Regions from separate parts of the Sus scrofa genome. Here region 2 is linked to region 1. The links are chromatin contacts, called in public HiChIP or PLAC-seq maps. All regions are on one chromosome and are shown on one strand. Each heading gives the region's core, a stretch centred on a gene start, on an enhancer-like site or on the middle of the called end of the contact. The rest is flanking DNA. Distances are from core to core; before and after follow the strand shown.

The links. HiChIP or PLAC-seq counts read pairs in DNA pulled down with a chosen protein or histone mark.
Region 2: an H3K27ac HiChIP or PLAC-seq map of skeletal muscle shows a contact between it and region 1. The contact joins two enhancer-like sites. A contact is called at or near these places in 3 of 47 Hi-C or Micro-C datasets (fibroblasts, omental adipose tissue and subcutaneous adipose tissue) and 1 of 2 datasets of contacts at active chromatin or transcription factors (skeletal muscle).

Annotation. Positions count from the first base shown.
Region 1 is chr1:132,311,120-132,314,178 of Sscrofa11.1, reverse strand. The region is part of intron 1 of LOC110261468 (a long non-coding RNA gene); the gene reads left to right. Among named protein-coding and RNA genes, the nearest start is that of RASGRP1, 390 kb to the left of the region's middle. Within about 2 kb of position 1,453, at least 19 of the 83 cell types and tissues checked have an H3K27ac peak or open chromatin away from gene starts, as enhancers often do. A contact at or near this core is called in skeletal muscle, where this site is marked.
Region 2 is chr1:132,456,667-132,459,725 of Sscrofa11.1, reverse strand. The region is part of intron 1 of LOC110261468 (a long non-coding RNA gene); the gene reads left to right. Among named protein-coding and RNA genes, the nearest start is that of RASGRP1, 240 kb to the left of the region's middle. Within about 2 kb of position 1,620, at least 22 of the 83 cell types and tissues checked have an H3K27ac peak or open chromatin away from gene starts, as enhancers often do. A contact at or near this core is called in skeletal muscle, where this site is marked.

The sequences.
Region 1 (3,059 bases), core at 204-2,703:
GTTCTCAGATGATCAGGATATGAGTAACTATAGATTCTTATCCTCATATGAACTTAAGAAAAACCATTTTTAGGCTTTATCCACAGTCCAGATGGTCAATACTTTATTCTATATGACCCTGACTATAAAATCCAGGGACTGGTGTTGGTTGACACCAGTTTTAAAACATTAAATGTGTTCCTCAGATCCCTCAGCTGTCTGCTAAAAGCTTACCATCTATGAATTTATGTTAACCCTTCATATTTTGATACTTTTATACTTTTACATCTTATTGTTTGTATATTCATAATTCATTAGTCATGAAGTTATCCAATTAGAGGCAATTGCCAAGAGTCCACGAGAAACACCTTGGTGGCTGGATCTGACCTCATCTGACCTGGTGGCCATGAAGATGGAGAGAAGTGCTGGGTTGTAAACACATTAGGAAACCAAACTGGCAGTATTTGTTGATGACTGTGAGAATAAAGGAAAAAGTGACTTCAAGGCATGCTGCAGGTTTCTGAGAAAGGTAAATGGACCAGCGGACTATACATAGGATTTTCCAAAATAGAAGCACATTTGGAGTTAAAAATGGGAAATTCATTCATTATTCATTTAATATCAGAGAACACTGGAGTTTTTACTGGAGAATGCTCTAGTATAAGATTTATAATACCAACAAGGGCTGCTAGTCTTCCTTCTGGTATGATTCAAAGTATGGGCTGTGGACTCTTTCAGTGATAGAAAAGTCTTTCAAGGATTTATTTGAGTTTCAGCTTCAGAAAGTAGAGAGTAAGAGAGTGATTAAATTTCAGTTTCACTATCAGTCCCATTATCAACTATGTCAAGAAAAATAATTGGCCCACATTTGAATGACTGTCAATGATTGGTAATGACCTACAATCTCCTTGACATTTCTGTCAAAAATATCATATGGTTTCTAAATTAAAATCTGACAACCTTAAGAAACTTAGGTAAATGAGATACTGTAATAAGTTCTCAGTGGAAAGATAGTTTGCTTTAGAACCCAGTTTTTTAGCCATCTGGGCAGAATAACTATGTTAAACACTTTTACTGGTCTTTGGTTAAAGATGGAGTATTTATGAAACACTTGAGGTTTAAGGAGAATTTTATTCATTCTGAATTATAGGTTGTTATAAATCACGATCATCATTTTATATTGCTTAATTAAAAGAATGTGAGGGAATTAAGAGAATTAGGTGGTTGTGACTATTGAAAATAAACCCTAAGTATTTCCTAAATTCTTCCCTTATTATTTCAAAATATTCACTGTCCTTTTTATTTGGGAAGACATTCTATACACCAATAAGATACTATGTCAGACGAATCTGGTGATTCAGCGTCTCAGCTTTTCCTGGAAATCAAAGATATTTCTTTTTAAGTCTGAGAAGCTAGAGGTGCCACACAATCAAAAATGCTTCCATCTACTGGTCAAAGTCAGGAATACACAAGTGTTCCTCTGCCTAAAAACCATGAGTGGAGAATGCAAAACACCTAGGCTTCCAGGCTCAGATACTCAAAACAGTGGGTTCTGACGGTGAAGGTAAATCTCAGTCAGAAAGTAGCCTCTTCAGACAGATCATAGATGTAGCAGAGGGCTAAGATTAGAACTCAAATTCCCTGAGGCTCTGCTTGTATATTTTCTTGACAACCTAGAAACAGGCAATAGATTGTGATTGCTTTAAAATATTCAGGGGAAAAGAACTTTGCCTCTTGTATTACCAGACTTAATAGGCTCTGGAACTCTGAGTCTGAAACCAATATAGAGAATGGATTAAGAGGTCAACTGACCCTTTTTCTCAGTGCTTAGCTGGGTCAGTGGCTCCCTCAGAGTCATTTTAATTCATTCCTGTGGGTGAATATACGTGACTGTTTCCCTGACAGTCACAGGGAGTTAATCTGCCACGGTGAGCAGTTGCCAGATAGGACAGGGGAATTTGTCTCATTCCTGTGGTGACTTTAGATATGAAATGCCAGGCTGCTTAGCCTGGGGGAAGGTGCTGTAAGTTACAGGCACCAAGCCAAGCCTCCCAAGCACCCTTGCTCCCTTTGACAGCCACCCTCCTGGGCTGTGATCTGGCTGAATTAATTCACAGATGCCAGATATCAGGACTTTATCTGCATTGTTAGCATTCCTCCTAACCTGCAGCTTCTATTCATTTAATGGTTATCTGATGGGGACTGATACTAGGTGAAGAGGAATGTTCAAATCATGCTGACTTTGGCAAGTGGGAGCAAAAAATAGAACTTCAGTTTAAGAAGGGAATATTTACTCACTGACATGACAGTTTTGCTAGTAGGACAACGGAATAAGAGGGAAGGTGGTTCCAGGAAAATATTTAGGTAAAGGGTCCATCATTCTTTAATGGTGCTCCATGTACTTTATTTATTTGGCCAAAAGATGAGACTAAAGCAACAAGGAAAGCAAAGAACAGGTATGATAGGAATACACTTCTCCGTGTTATTTTTGATCATTTTTTCAGGCAACATTCTTTTTTTAGAGTCTCAATGTCATACTGAGTTGAAGAACTTGTTTGCATTTGAACTAAACTGAATAAGAAATATTAAGATTTTTTTTTTAGAAGACTCAGCTTTCAATGAGTGGTTTTCTTAAAGGACATATTCTTAAAGCATGTTTCTGATTTAATGGGCTTCAGAATTCTAAGCAGATGAGAGTCTCTGAAAAAAATTGCATGGAAAGGGACAAAAGCCCAGGCAGAAAATTTTGCACAGAAATAAATGCAGTAGCTGAGCTTTCTCCAAAATGGCATACTGCATGAGCATATGGAATCAAAAGTATCCTTTTCTGTTTTCTGTTTAAGGCTTCCAGCAGACTCAAGGGGGAGTAAGCAAAGTAAAAATGAAACCCAGAAGAACAATGAGATTTCAAGGGAGAGACTCATAAGCATCCTTCAGAGAGGGGTCAATTTCACAATGACCCCAAATATATTTATATCACACTAAGATGACAGGGGAGGCATTTTGTGTTTCATCTTTTGAGAGAGTATATAACTATGGAAAGGCATATACACATACCTCAAGTGTGATTACAACTTAAA
Region 2 (3,059 bases), core at 371-2,870, 150 kb before region 1:
GTCTATTTTGAATCTCTTACAAAGTTTCTCTCTACAAAAGAGATTTAGTGTCATTAATACTTCATTGAATTTAATCTTAAATTGATAATATATACACTGCTTAAGTTTTTGACACCCTAAATGATTCCAGCAGGAGTTTTTCACTTTCAGTTTTCACCTTTGCCACTGATCTCATACCTTAATTAACACAATTTTTTGGATCCCTGAACTAGATTCTACGTCATTTGTCTTTTCCAATAAAATTAAGTAAAATGAGGATATATGAACAACTCAAAACTTAGCTGCTCATGTTAGGATGGAAAGTACCTGATTTAACACTCATCGAGAGAATGAAACAGAGTTGGGATAATGAATGGGGCTAGGATGAATAAGCAGAGAAAATTCCGTAACAGGTTCCCCTCAGCTCCCTCATATTCAAAGCAGGCTGCCCCTGTCCCTGCCCTCCCTGCCTCCTCCATCTGTCACTCCAGCCCAAAGAGTAACAAGACATAACACACAGTAAGACTTGCATGGAAAGCTGTAAGAGTAAGCCTGACCACCCAGGTTCTACCTGGGAGAGGGCCTTTTCCACCCTCAAGAAGCCAAGTCCCAATGAGACTGCTCAAAGAGAAGACAGCTTCCACAACATTGTCCTATTTTTTTTTTTGGAGGGGGGGCCGCATCCGTGGCATATGGAGATTCCCAGACTAGGGGTCCAATTGGAGCTACAGCCTCTGGCCTACACCACAGCCACAGCAATGCAGGATCCAAGCTGTGTCTGCGACCTACACCACAGCTCACGGCAACACCAGAGCCTTAACCTACTGAGCAAGGCCAGGGATCGAACCTGCGTGCTCATGGATGCTAGTCGGATTCATTAACCACTGAGCCATGACGGGAATGCTACATTGTCCTATTTTTGAATTAAATGTATCATTTGAGGACTTGAGAGAGTAATGGAGCAAATTATATTCTGGTCCTTTGGGTGGTTATTTTCTCATATAAATTAGTCTGCTTTTTCTTGCCACAGATTTATTTTTTTAATTTTTAAAATTAAACTATGGTTGATTTATAATGTTGTGCCAATTTCTGATAGTAACCCAGTCATATATATATACATTCTTTTTCTCTTACTATCTTCCATCACGGTCTATCCCAAGAGTTTGCATAGAGTTCCCTGCGCTGTACAGTAGGGCCTCATTACTTATCCATAACTGACTGATTTATGAGGTTTTTTTCTACCTCATCAATGGTCCCAAACCCTAAGTCTGTTTCACTCAAAAACATCTATAAAAGCCAGCAGCAAAACAAGAATGCTCTGCTTCCTCCTGTCTTCCCACAGGACTGTGATTTCTCTTTCTTTATTCGTTTTGTCTTTATTCATTTTGTCTTTAAATAACAGCAAGAATCATTAAGTGGCCTGATTTCAAAAGAATTAGCCCAGCTCTGGCAGAGGGCAACACATATTTGAAGATCTTCTTGACGTCATAAAACGTTTCCTGCTAAACTGGATTCAGCTGACTTGGATGAAAACAAGTTCACAGGGCTAGAGAATTTGGCCGGGAAGCTGTAAACAGTGGGAAGCACCAAGAGGAATCCAGGCTTCCAAACTTGGGGGTGTTGGCTTATGTGGCGCCAGTGGGGTGAGGGAAGGGTCATGTCCATTTAAAGGAATCACAGAGGTTCTAGAAGAGGCCACTGGTGTCATTTATACTAATTTCATTACAAGCTTGGATTGGTGCCAGTACCAGCTGATGCCAAGGGAACCTGCAGAGGGGCCGGGGAGAATAGGATGCCAAGTAGGTTCTCAGAGGGAGTTTGGGCCCCAGCTCAGGCTCCTTCCCAGGGGCAGACATCCACAGCTGTGGACAAAGCCTGCTGGAGGAACGCCAAGGGAAAATGAGGTGACTGGGCAGCTACTGGGCAGCCACTTGTAACAGCATTAAAAAGAAGCAAAGGAGCCAAGTGCAATGGCATCATAGACAGACAGAGCTGGGGCATTTCCTCCTTGAAGAATACCCATAGCATTTTTGTGATAACTCTGAGATGGCACCAGAGGACAAGTTTTGTGGATGGTACTTTAGAAAAAGTTGTTATAATTGAAAAGCAAAAAAGCTTCCATTCCCAAATTGAATAGTATCACTCAGAACGAATGTATACAGAACTTAAGACAATGTGAATTCCAAGTGTGATGGAAGGGAAATATTAGAAAATTGAATGCTCTAAACAATTTTATGAATGAAAAATGAGGATGGTCTTAATAAGGGTACTCTCTGTAGAGTCCAACATGGCTCCAACAAAATAGGCATCAACAAATCACTGTAAATGATCAATGACAAATCACTGCATGTGGTCAATTTTAAACTAATAACTGAATAGATAATAGGCTTCGGTTTGGGGAGGCTCTTCGGAAGATGGTTTTCTCTCTCCTCTAAAGGAAATTCATGAGCAAGAGGAATGAGGAATGACGGATATGGGTTAGTTCATTCATTCACCAAGGCATATTTATTAAGCACTGACTGTATACTTGGCACTATTCTAGTCACTGAAGATGAGATGAACACAGAAAAGTCCCAGACCTCATAGAATTCTAGTGAGAAAACAAGTAGTTAAAAACAATGACAACAAAAAACAAAACCCAAGCACATATTTACCACATGTTGACCAGCTTTAAGGATTTAGAGGGAAAATAGGCTAAGGAGATAATAAGGGATCAGCACGGAGTGGCCTTTTCATTGGCTGAATAGATAAGGTGGTGACTGGTTGGGATTAGGATCAGGAGGTGACATTTGAGGAAGAAAATCAAAATGAGGAAGTGACCATGGAGAGATATGAGGAAGAATGTTCCTGGCAGAGGAAACAGTAAAGTATGGGCCAAGTGGCAGGACTGAGCTTGGCGTGGTCTTGGCCCCACAAGAGCTCCAGGCTGGGTGAGCAGAGCATGAGAGGGAGAGAGTGGGGGAGATGAAGCTGCAGAGGTAGGCAGGGGCCACTCCTCTACGGGTAGCACTGGCTCCAGAGCTGAGAAGGCCCAGTGCAAAATGGAAATGCAGGGCTCCTTACTTAAAAAGTAGTAAAAG